Regions from separate parts of the Mus musculus genome. Here regions 2, 3 and 4 are each linked to region 1. Evidence: chromatin contacts called from public HiChIP or PLAC-seq and promoter capture Hi-C data. All regions are on one chromosome and are shown on one strand. The core of a region is the stretch at or near the end of the contact, and the rest is flanking DNA. Distances in the headings are between cores, read along the strand shown. Region 1 holds the start of Fmn2 (formin 2). Region 2 holds the start of Grem2 (gremlin 2, DAN family BMP antagonist). Region 3 holds the start of Olfr420 (olfactory receptor 420). Region 4 has its middle 78 kb from the start of Grem2.

Evidence for each region. Promoter capture Hi-C pulls out the DNA fragments that hold promoters and counts their contacts. HiChIP or PLAC-seq counts read pairs in DNA pulled down with a chosen protein or histone mark.
Region 2: a contact with region 1 is called in an H3K4me3 HiChIP or PLAC-seq map of forebrain, with 4 times the contacts expected there. The contact joins the promoter of Grem2 here to the promoter of Fmn2 in region 1. A contact is called at or near these places in 4 of 39 promoter capture datasets (the 3T3-L1 cell line, hippocampal neurons and liver) and 2 of 115 datasets of contacts at active chromatin or transcription factors (embryonic stem cells and forebrain).
Region 3: a promoter capture Hi-C map of the HPC-7 cell line shows a contact between it and region 1. The contact joins the promoter of Olfr420 here to the promoter of Fmn2 in region 1. A contact is called at or near these places in 3 of 39 promoter capture datasets (the C10 cell line, the HPC-7 cell line and pre-B cells), 1 of 115 datasets of contacts at active chromatin or transcription factors (embryonic stem cells) and 1 of 9 other capture datasets (adipose tissue).
Region 4: an H3K4me3 HiChIP or PLAC-seq map of neural tube shows a contact between it and region 1, with 5 times the contacts expected there. The contact joins the enhancer-like site here to the promoter of Fmn2 in region 1. A contact is called at or near these places in 6 of 39 promoter capture datasets (the 3T3-L1 cell line, hippocampal neurons, liver and 1 more), 1 of 15 datasets of contacts at CTCF or cohesin (the NIH/3T3 cell line) and 4 of 115 datasets of contacts at active chromatin or transcription factors (SST interneurons, embryonic stem cells, forebrain and 1 more).

Annotation. Positions count from the first base shown.
Region 1 is chr1:174,500,291-174,503,224 of GRCm38.p6, forward strand. Fmn2 (formin 2) reads left to right here and starts at 1,535. Exons shown (of 18, transcript NM_019445.2): 1 at 1,535-2,934. The coding sequence starts at 1,756.
Region 2 is chr1:174,920,568-174,923,267 of GRCm38.p6, forward strand. It overlaps Grem2 (gremlin 2, DAN family BMP antagonist), which reads right to left and starts at 1,252. Exons shown (of 2, transcript NM_011825.1): 1 at 1,006-1,252.
Region 3 is chr1:174,157,103-174,160,120 of GRCm38.p6, forward strand. Olfr420 (olfactory receptor 420) reads left to right here and starts at 1,620. Exons shown (of 1, transcript NM_146305.2): 1 at 1,620-2,665. The coding sequence starts at 1,673. The coding sequence ends at 2,638.
Region 4 is chr1:174,998,424-175,001,123 of GRCm38.p6, forward strand. No RefSeq gene overlaps it. Among named protein-coding and RNA genes, the nearest start is that of Grem2, 78 kb to the left of the region's middle. Within about 2 kb of position 1,313, at least 8 of the 459 cell types and tissues checked have an H3K27ac peak or open chromatin away from gene starts, as enhancers often do. A contact at or near this core is called in liver and neural tube, where this site is marked.

The sequences.
Region 1 (2,934 bases), core at 285-2,784:
ATCAAGTATCTCAGTATGCAGCATTCAAGGAGGCCGAGAATTCTAGTGGCCTACAGGCAAAGTGTGCCCTGGGGCAGCCTGCATTCTAGAAGAGAGGAGCCAGTAGTCTTGTGAAAGAGGTGAAATAAAGGCTTTTCAGGCTCTCGGGATCCCTTGGAGACTGAGATATTACGCTGGCACAGTTATTAAAGCTGAGTTCTTCAAACTGTTTACTCAAAAAGGCCACCTAAGGACATCAGTCCACCTGCTCCAGTGAACACTTGTTTTAAAGATCATAGTTTGAGAAAGGATGGTAATTGCTGTCTGGATTTCCAACAAAGAGTAACATTGTTTTACAAATGCTACTTTTATGATTTTTTTTTGCTTTTATTGTTTGCAGCCTTTTAAAATACTAATGAAGCTTTAAGACATTTAACAAAAACTATAGTTTAATGTCATTAAAATAAAGAGGACAATTCACAGTAAGAAAAAGTGATTGTTATCTAGGTCTAAAACTTAGGAAGCCCTGGCCCTGGACAAAGTGTGCTTGGATGGGTTTGCTTGAGAAACTGGTCATCCTTTATAGCACAATGTCTAATTTCCTGTGTTTGTACCAAGGGCATTTTTTTTTCTTTTTCCTTTTATACAGCATCACATTGTGACATGTTTAATATTGATGAGTTTGACCTCCTGGGAGTTATAATTCATGCACCCCTTTTAAATACAAATGTTGTCTAATTTATATGGTAAACACATAGAATTTTGGAGATTAGCATGTTAATCAGCTTTAATCTCAGTATTTTCAGCATCCCCTACCTCTCTTTTCTCTGTCCAGAAAGGTCTCACAAAACCACTTTGGAAATGGCAGTTAACGTCCTGTTCTTGAAGAGGCTTGTGTATCAGGCAGAGAGTCTGGGGAAGGAACCTTTCCCTAAGTAGCATGTTCACAAACCTTAAGAGTGTGCAAAGCCATGGTCAAGTATTTAAGGGACAGGACAGACAGGACAGTCCACCCATTCAACAAGTATTTGAACTGGAGCCATACAGAAGTTCTCTCTCTCTCTCTCTCTCTCTCTCTCTCTCTCTCTCTCTCTCTCTCTCTCTCTCTCTCTCTCTCTCTCTCTGTGTGTGTGTGTGTGTGTGTTCCTGATGTTATGGTACTTCTGACCTGGAATTAGGCTTCGATTTTTCTCCTGTGTTTTTCTCTTTGCAGGTCTGCGAGCTTTGAAGTTTCATCAAACTGTTCCAACATTCCAGTTCTTGAAAAGAGGGCAACATGTTTTATTTTCAAGGTGGAGATGAAGGTCCCAGAGATAACCTGTCAGAAAGATTCTAAATTCGATCTAGTCTGGGATACATAAAGACAGCTCCTGCTGTCCCCACCCCCAATTATGAAGTACTAGAGATAGACGGGTTTTCCTACTTGGTTGCAGGAGGAGCCAAAGGGGGCACTGAAGGGGCGGCGGCGGTGGGCGGGGAGCCAGGCCAAGGCTGAGTCCTGTGCAGCCATTGGTGGGGAGTGCGCGCTGAACTGAGCATGTTCGCGCCCGCCAGCCAGGGCCGCAGCCACAGCCGCAGGGACGGCAGCCGGGAGAGCCACCGCGCATTATGCAAAGCGGCAGCAGATGTGAGCGGGGCCAGCTGGGCGCTCCTCGGCCTCCGCTCCCAACGGCCGGCCCAGCTGCCTGAATTGTCCCGGACACTCCCCTGGCCCTCTCCAGGGCCGAGATGGCCTGAGGACCCCAAGGCGCGGCGGCGCAGCAGTGGGGTTGAAACATGGGGAACCAGGATGGGAAGCTGAAGAGAAGCGCAGGTGATGCCTCCCACGAAGGCGGCGGAGCCGAGGATGCCGCGGGGCCCAGGGATGCGGAAATCACAAAGAAGGCGAGCGGGAGCAAAAAGGCGCTTGGCAAGCACGGCAAGGGGGGAGGGGGCAGCGGGGAGACCAGCAAGAAGAAGAGCAAGTCCGATTCTAGAGCCTCGGTGTTTTCCAACCTGCGGATCAGAAAGAACCTGACCAAGGGGAAAGGTGCCTGCGACTCGCGAGAGGATGTGCTGGACTCACAGGCCCTGCCGATTGGGGAGCTGGACAGCGCTCACTCTATAGTCACCAAGACCCCGGACCTCAGCCTCTCCGCTGAGGAGACAGGCCTATCGGATACCGAGTGTGCTGACCCTTTCGAGGTGATCCATCCCGGTGCTTCTAGGCCTGCTGAGGCTGGGGTAGGGATCCAGGCGACCGCGGAGGATTTGGAAACTGCGGCTGGAGCGCAAGATGGACAAAGGACCAGTTCTGGTTCAGACACGGACATCTACAGCTTCCACTCCGCTACGGAGCAGGAGGATTTGCTCTCAGACATCCAGCAGGCAATTCGTCTGCAACAGCAGCAGCAGCAGAAGCTGCTGCTCCAGGACTCCGAGGAGCCTGCAGCGCCCCCCACTGCCATCTCCCCTCAGCCTGGGGCCTTTCTGGGCCTGGACCAGTTCTTGCTGGGACCTAGAAGCGAGGCTGAAAAGGACACAGTACAGGCACTACCGGTGAGACCTGACTTGCCTGAGACCACCAAGTCTCTGGTGCCTGAGCATCCTCCGTCCTCCGGAAGCCACTTGACCTCCGAGACACCAGGTTATGCGACCGCCCCCTCCGCAGTCACAGACTCTCTCTCATCACCAGCCTTCACCTTTCCGGAGGCTGGGCCAGGGGAGGGAGCCGCCGGAGTTCCCGTGGCTGGAACTGGGGACACAGATGAGGAGTGCGAGGAGGATGCTTTTGAGGATGCCCCCCGCGGCTCTCCAGGGGAGGAATGGGTCCCAGAGGTGGAAGAAGCCTCACAGAGGCTGGAGAAAGAGCCGGAGGAGGGCATGCGAGAATCCATTACCTCCGCAGTCGTTTCTTTGCCTGGAAGCCCTGCGCCCAGCCCACGCTGCTTCAAACCTTACCCACTCATCACCCCC
Region 2 (2,700 bases), core at 2-2,501, 420 kb after region 1:
GGCTTTTCCAGGAAGATGGAACTGATTAAGCAATGTTAATTGAATCATAAGTAATCAACATGGGGGAAAAATTACATAACCAGCTTCAAAATTGTGAATCAAACATGGCAAATTCCCAGGAAAATAGCTATTTTATCGCCCCCCCCTTACCTTTCACCTCAAAAATAAACACAGAGAAATCTATACCTTGGACGATTAAACAAAACTACGAACTACACATTTCATTGCCTGGAAATGTTTATATTTTGTACAAAGTTTTTCAGTTCATAGTTTTAATTATGTAGCCCAGGCTGGCCTGGAACTCACAATCCTCCTGCCTCAGCCTCTTGAGTACTGGGATCAATTCGTATGCTTTTAACCTAATTTGAGAGAGTTTAGAACTCATCCTGTCAGGGGTGCTGAAAGACAAATGTATCATTAATTGATCAGTGAAGGTAAGACTATGACAACTGCATTTTTTGTTTTTTGTTTTTTACTTGCTGTCTCCCTTCTTTCCTTCTCTCCTTCAGACACAGCCTAAATACATAGTGATATTTCAGCCATGAGGCTGTATCCACTTTGGTACATGCTTAGGAAATCAAGACCATGCCCAAATCCTCTGTGGCTTCCTGATCCTACAGGGAACACATTAACATATTAGGTAGGCTGACTATATTCAAAACCTGCTTTCTAAACAATTACATGTTGGGTCATCATTAGAATGCGGGTCACCAAGGGGAACCCTCACTACAATGTGCAGATACTGGTGTTATTTATTTAATTAGTTAATTTAAAGATCGCTGTGAAGTTTAAAGGTCTGGGCTTTCCACCTACGCAGAATCCAATAGGTGAATCCACCTGGTGGCCCCAGCCACATGAAAGCAGTGTAACTCAGGGGGCATTCACTCGGCACTTCTCTGCGAACCAGCCAGCCCCGCGGACAGACGTGAATCTACCCTAGGTGCCTTAGAAAGGCAGAAGATAGAAACCTGTGCGCAGTCAGATAGGTTGTGACAAGCCGCATACCTGCAATGACGAGATGGAAGCCTCCTCCTCGGTTCCCTTGTGTGTCTCCCTGTCCCTCTCCTCTCTGTGAATGACAGGATCCACAGCGGGCTGTGCGCCGTATCGTCGGGGGCAGCCGCAGCCTGGTTCTGCAGGAGGCCTGGGAAGCAGCGAGGGTGTGCGGAGCGAGCGGAGCCCAGTGGAGCGCACAGAGGGCGGAGCGCGTCCCAGCCGCGCCTGCAGATGTGGAAGGAGCTGGAGACAGCACTGAGTCCTCTAGGCGCTGCATGGGGATATTATCACAGGCTGGAGTTTCTATTGGCTCAGAACACCAAACAAATCACACCAGTCACCCCTCCTTCTCGGGCTTCACTCAGCCCTCGCTTCTCATCTAACCCACAAATACTTCACACACACACACACACCCCAGTCGCTCTCTGTATTTCTCCCTTCCTCTTTGCAGACTGTGGATTTACAACCTTGTGGGCAGCTCTTAACATTTTGTTTAGCAGACTTCCAATCCAAACCTTGTCATGTAGAGAAATCCACCAGCCTCTTTACCCGCAAACCCCATTCACGCCTTCAGATCATTCTCTTTAGGGTGGACTCAAAATGTCAAGAGTATAGAAACACACACACACACACACACACACACACACACACACACACACACACACACACACACACACACACACACACGTACAAGCACACATGTGTGTGCACATGCACATAAAGCTAGGTTCCTTTTGTTTTTAATGACTGAGGCGGGTGAAATTGAAGGCAAGCTGATCCCATGGCCAAAAATGAGTTTAATTAATGATTAAAGTCTTGAATGAATTCAGCGCAAAGTATCCAACGTTTAGATTTATTTTCTTTTCCACATATCCTTATATTTTCCCGATATTTTGAACACAGAGATTTCCAATACGAATCAGGTTATTCAGCATCCAGAGAATATAGACCAATGTTCGCACACTTGGTCTGGACAGGATAGATCACTTCACTGTGATGTTCGCTGGATGCTGGCTTTTTCTCTGGGGGATTTTTGGTTTCCATTGGCCTCTTCAGCACTGAACCTCCATGAGTCTCAACTGACAAAGGCACCTGAGTGTAAACTCATCATCTGTATACATGCACAGAGGTAAACCTTTGATCCCATCAATGAAGAAATGGCCTAAGAAAATCCTGAGACCTTAGTTACTGAGCTGGGAAATTTCAAAGAAAATAAGATTTCACCTTATTTTTTTAAAAAACAGCCTACTATGGTCTTTCCTCAGTATATTTTATTGGTTTTCTTGGCAAAAGCTGTTGCTTCTGAAACCACAGAACTCCATTTTGATTTTTGCCTTGATGGTTTCTTTCCCAGAATTATCCTATTTTGCATGCCTTATTAAAACCCGACACTCTGGCTTCAGCCAACTCACAGCGCACCTAAGTTCAAAATCATAGAGAATAATATATATATATATATTTTACAATTTGCTGCTAACAAACATCTTGCCTGCTTTCTTTTCATATTTAAATCCATTCCAACAATGTGGAACTACAAAGCAGTTACTCAGAAGGGGCCAACCCAGAGTCAGCCGAGACATCCCAGATTCCTCAGGGGAAAGGACAGAGTAATAAGCAGCTGCTGAAGATAACACCAAGCAGAGCTGGAAGATGGGGTGAAGGCCTCTCTTCCGTCTTCTGGGACTTATCTTCCCATGCTAACTA
Region 3 (3,018 bases), core at 370-2,869, 340 kb before region 1:
GAGTAGCATCAACCCTAATGGCCTTATTTTAACTCAAGTCCATTTGAGATGCTGTGTGTGAAATGCAGCTACACTCTGAGGTCCTGAGGTTTAGATACTTGGTGTGATTTTTTTCAGGGGGATGGTCTTGGGACACAATCGGTGGTGCTTAAACACTGGGTAACTATAAAACTCCTCGGGCTGAGAGGAGAGTCAATGTGGGACCAAGATAGAGAGTCAGACCAGAGATTAATTGTTGTTAATATAAAAGAACAAAGGCCAAAGGGAACTGGGTACTGGGAATCTTGAAGAAATGAAACATTGAATTAAAATGACTCTTCTGAATGGAAAGGGATAGAGATGAGAAAATAAAAGGAGAGCAGAATTTTGAGTTATTTATATACTTGGGGGATAAAAAAAATTAAAATACCTGGCCTATGGAGATGAGTGGAAACTAATATAAGAAGCCGAAAATAGGTAATTTATTTAAAGTGATTGGGAAAATAGAGAGAATGATTATCCATGGCACTAGAAAAATCTTTATGTGAAGAAATAGTCTTAAGTAGAAATGCAGTGTCCTCCAAATGAACATATTTGATACTGACAGAAAAATAAACCATAGAGGTGAAATAAATTATTGTGAGAAGAGAGTCAGTTACTAGGACAATGCTTTGTACTAGGGTGTGTTCTAACAAAGTCAATCTACAGCTCTCCCTTCCCACTGAGCTGCCCCACAAAATTATCAAGGCAGCCCTATACTGACAGCTTAGCATATTCAATTCTCACAAACTGTCATTTTTATCAAAGACTTCCAACTTAAAGCACCCTCAAGTCTCTCTTACATAAGACGAAAATGAGATAAGAGTAAAAAGAGTGGTACGTCCTTTAAATAACGAACAACACAAAGACACCAGTGTAGTTCATCTTATGAACCATATTAAGCATAATACATATAAAGAGGTGAGATAATTAGAAGAAAGGGAAGAAAGATGGGTAGAAATCCCCAGTGATGGCTTATTATTGTCCCTTAGATACCTGTTTGTTTTCTAACAAGAGACAAAAAGATTAAGATGGGTGGGGAAGAAGGAAGGAACTGAGAGAATTAAGGAGAGGAAAAACCATAATCAGAATATACTATATGAAAATAATCTACTTTTGATGAAAGGGAAAAAAACATTCCAGATCACGTGTTAAGAGTCAGATGCACTGATCTGAAAGCAAGAATTCTATTTGGGAATCCATAAGATTTGAATTCAGAATGAGCATCATTTTTTTTTAATTCCCATTTCTTCAGGTTTTCCTCCAGATGTCTAAGCATGATGGTTTTAAAATATGATTTTCTGATCATCAGGATTTCTGATCATTTGCCTGCAAATTTTCAGGTTCTACCTCGGACCTCCTGAATAAAACTTTTAGTAACAGCACCAAGAGTCAGCTTTGACAACCCATTAATTCTGATTTGTGCTAGTATTTGAAAATGTCTAAACACAAGTTGTATAACTTATTTGATTGTACACCATTGTGGAGTACATATGATGTCATTATTTATTTCTCTTCCTCTACATCCACAGTGCAAGTGTCTTCTCAAAGCCTGGCTTTTGGTCAGTGTGTTTTACCACAGAACTATAGTGGACACTTCCTGAAAAGCTTGAGTGCTCTGGGAGTTGTTGACACTTTCATTTCTCACTTGGAGATGGGGTTCTCCAATTGGACCACTGCTCAGGAGTTCATTTTTTCTGCTTTCCCTTGCTCCTGGGGAGATTCTGTCATCTGCTTCATCCCACTGCTCTTCATCTATGCTTTCATTATCGTTGGGAACCTGGTTATCATCACAGTGGTCCAGCTCAACGCACACCTCCACACACCCATGTACTTCTTCATCAGTGCCCTTTCCTTCCTGGAGATATGGTACACCACTGCCACCATCCCAAAGATGCTCTCTAGCCTGCTTAGTGAACGAAGGAGTATTACGTTGAATGGTTGCGTCCTGCAGATGTATTTCTTCCATTCCACAGGCATCAGTGAGGTTTGTCTCTTGACAGCTATGGCCTTTGATCGATACCTGGCTATCTGCAGCCCTCTTCATTATCCTACCATCATGACTTCCAGACTGTGTGCCCAGCTGACCCTCGGTTGCTGTGTCTGTGGCTTTCTCACACCCCTCCCTGAGATTGCCTGGATCTCCACACTTCCTTTTTGTGGCTCTAATCACCTTGAGCATATCTTCTGTGACTTCCTCCCGGTGCTGCGCCTGGCCTGCACAGATACCCACACCATCGTCATGATTCAGGTGGTAGATATTGTCCATGCTGTGGAGATAATTACGGCAGTGATGCTCATTTTCATGTCCTATGTTGGTATTGTGGCTGTGATTCTGCGCATCCGTTCAGCTGAAGGCCGCCGTAAAGCATTTTCCACGTGCGTCTCGCACCTTACTGTCTTTTTGCTCTTCTTTGGTAGTGTGGCTCTCATGTATCTTCGCTTCTCTGCTACCTACTCCTTGTTCTGGGACACTGCCATTGCTCTGGCCTTTGCAGTTCTATTCCCCTTCTTCAATCCCATCATCTACAGCCTTAGGAACAAAGAAATAAAAGAAGCCATAAAAAAGCACATAGGTCAAGCTGGCATCTTAATTGGCAAGAGCAGAAACCTCCCTTAACATCTCTTCTTCAGAGGGACATGTTGGTTCTCTTTCATTCTCACTTCTCAGAAAAGTTTTATCAGCCTTTTACTGAACCTTGATTCCTAAATATCCCTAATACACAAAATTTATAAACAATTAACTTAGATTATTGTGTATATGTATGGAGAATGCATGTGTTCATGTGTGATAAGTTCAGAAATAAACATTAGATGTATTCTTCTCCACCTTAATTTTTGACACAAGGTCTTTCACTGAATCAGGAGCTTACCCATTAGCTGAATTGACTAGCTGCAAGCCTAAGAATTCATTTGTTTCCACATCGCAGGTGCTGGACCAGCTCTCGTTTAATGGCAAACATTTTAGCTAACTAACCCATCTCCCCAGTCCCTAAACTT
Region 4 (2,700 bases), core at 63-2,562, 500 kb after region 1:
TGAAAGGCTTCTAAGAAACATCTCTTAGAGATTTGAATTTTTCTCTCATTTTGCTAATAGATTCACATTTTCACTATTTCATAATTTTTTTATTAGGATAAATAGGAATCACTTACCTAATCAGTTACTATCTGTTGCTAAGAAACCAGAGATTTAGCCAAATGGTTCATCCCAGAAATGATGCAGGGGAGGAAAATGTTCTTATCCAACTTCTACTAAAATGTGGATATCCACATTTTGCTTCACTTTGCAAAGGTATTTGGGAGTGGTTTCTTTTTTCTTTCAGGACTCTGTTTTAACATTCTGTACTCTATTTCAACACTTTGTATGAACCAGTTTTAGAAAGTCCATCGGCTGAGTTTTGTACTGTGATTGCACTGTTTGTGCGATGCGATCACCTGAGACAGTCAGGGTCAATTGAATAGGAAAGCCTGAACTTCCAGTTAGTGAGCCAGGCAGGAAGGTGTGGTAGCTCCAAATGCATCCACGTACTGAAGGTATTTTTAAATATTTTGAATTCAAAGACTTGGTGCTAAAACCTGTAATCCTAGTTTCCTGCAGGGTCTGTCTTTTGTAGAAATTTTAAGTTTGGAGAACCTCACTGAAACAGGATGCCAGGCTGAGGTACGCCTTGATAGTTATGAAAAATAAACTGGACTGTCTAAATCGAGAAAAAAACCAAAACCTTACCTTTCAGATTTTAGCACAGAGGAGAAAAGATTCAAGTTATTCAATGACCCAAAAGATAGGAGAAACCAACCCATGCCACAGGCACTGTTCTTACTGTCACTTGAACTACAGAGCTAATCAGATCCCCCAAATCCCAACATCACCAACAGTGCTCATGGCTTACCAACTTCAACACAGATAAATGGCCCCATTAACGTCAGGGCAGTTGTGTTTGTCCAGGGAATAGACGTCTGTATTTTAAATTGCATTATCCAGATTATCCAAGGGATAAGAAATGTTTACTTTCACAGATTCCAGGCTTCTGAGCTGAGTTAAACAGGACAAGTTTAAAGGCAGGGGCTCAGAGAAGTACAGGGCATGTTGACAGCTCTGCTGTGGTCTGCAGAGGCTGAGTTAGGAGAATCCAAGCTTATCTCTGCGCTCCTGGGCTGAAAGCTGGGGGCTCTCAGGCCTTCCTGCTACCTGTGTCCTCTGCGTGGCTGCTGGTGTAAGATGGACAGGTAGAGGGAGTAGAAATGGCCTATGAAGAATTTGGCTTTGGATGAGTGTTCTCAGAATGTATATCCAAGGAATGCTCAATAGCCCCTGAAGGCTGAGAAGTGAACAAGGCAGCAGGGCAGGCAGCAAGTGTGGCCTTCTTCCACTACTGTTCAGACTCAGGTAGGGCTCAGCCTTCAGGAACAAACCTGTGTTCTTGTCCAGCCTCTAATTGCTGATTTTATGTGCTAGTTAGAGATTAAATGCTTCTTTCTTTCTAGTTGGAGGAAAGGCAGAGACAGAAGAAGAAAAAGAGAACACAGAAATCTGACAAGTTACCTCCCCTTTCAACCTTCCTTCAGCCGGGCTGAACAGGACTTGGACATGATAAGCTCAGAGCATGTGGCAGCTGCTTGCTGCCATCTGCTGTATTCTTTGTTGCTAGCAAGCAGAGGACCCTGGCTCCCCAAAGAGAAAGCAGAGGGGGAAATGGAGGTGTCAGAGAGGCTGTGTTAGGTGCCACAGTTTTCTGGCACATAGGAAATCTCCAGATATTGCATTTGTAGATTTCGACCACCTAGTCACCATTGTGAACGGACCGATGTCATGGTTGTGGGACATAATAATATATTTTTTCCTCCTCACTGTGATTGTCTTTCATCTCATTTGAGAGAGAGAGACAGAGAGAGAGAGAGAGAGAGAGAGAGAGAGAGAGAGAGAGAGAGATACATGGAGACTATTAGTTTTAAACAACTTAAGTTGCTTGAATGTCTAACACAAATGCTCTGTCATATAGTATAAACCATAACTGTTGATTGAGATTCTGGAAGGACAAGAAAGGATATATATCTAAAGATAACGAAGACATCCTGAAAACAGGATCACTATATTCTCCCTCCCTTCTAATGACCCAATTCCTCCATTTTCAGTCTTTCTCTGACTTCTTCAGTGTACATATTCCTGTTGGATGGATTCACTTTAAAAAGTCCATTATAATGTGGTACTTCTAGTACCAACCTTCAAACAAAATGAGTGAGGTTCACTTGGGGCTCATCTAGTTCTTGGTTTAGCAGTTGGCATGTCCCAGATCCAGGTATTAAAACATGATCTGCTTCTGGCCTTTGAAGAATGTAGCTCAGCCCTGATCTTTTATGGCCCATTGCTTCTTTGTCCTCTGCCTGCTGACTTTTGAAGTTCGAAGGAAAGACTTGACTTTACTTCCCCTGGTTATTGGCCATAGAAATGGATCAAGGCTGAACATGAATTCACCTCATTGACAACACAGGTCATGTTTTATCTTCCATTCACTTGCCCTTGCTAATAGTGCTAGCTTTACTAGTGGCTTACACAGTAAGTCTTTCATTTTGCCCTCCTGCCTGGTGGGTTTCTCTAGAGACTACAGGATAGGTTGAAGAGTGAAACTATGTTCAGTGACATTTGAAATAGAGATTTATAGAATTTTACCTGTTGGGTACAAATCTTCTGGCCACATATTCAGGATCTAGTAATAAATTCATTAAAGACATATTGTCT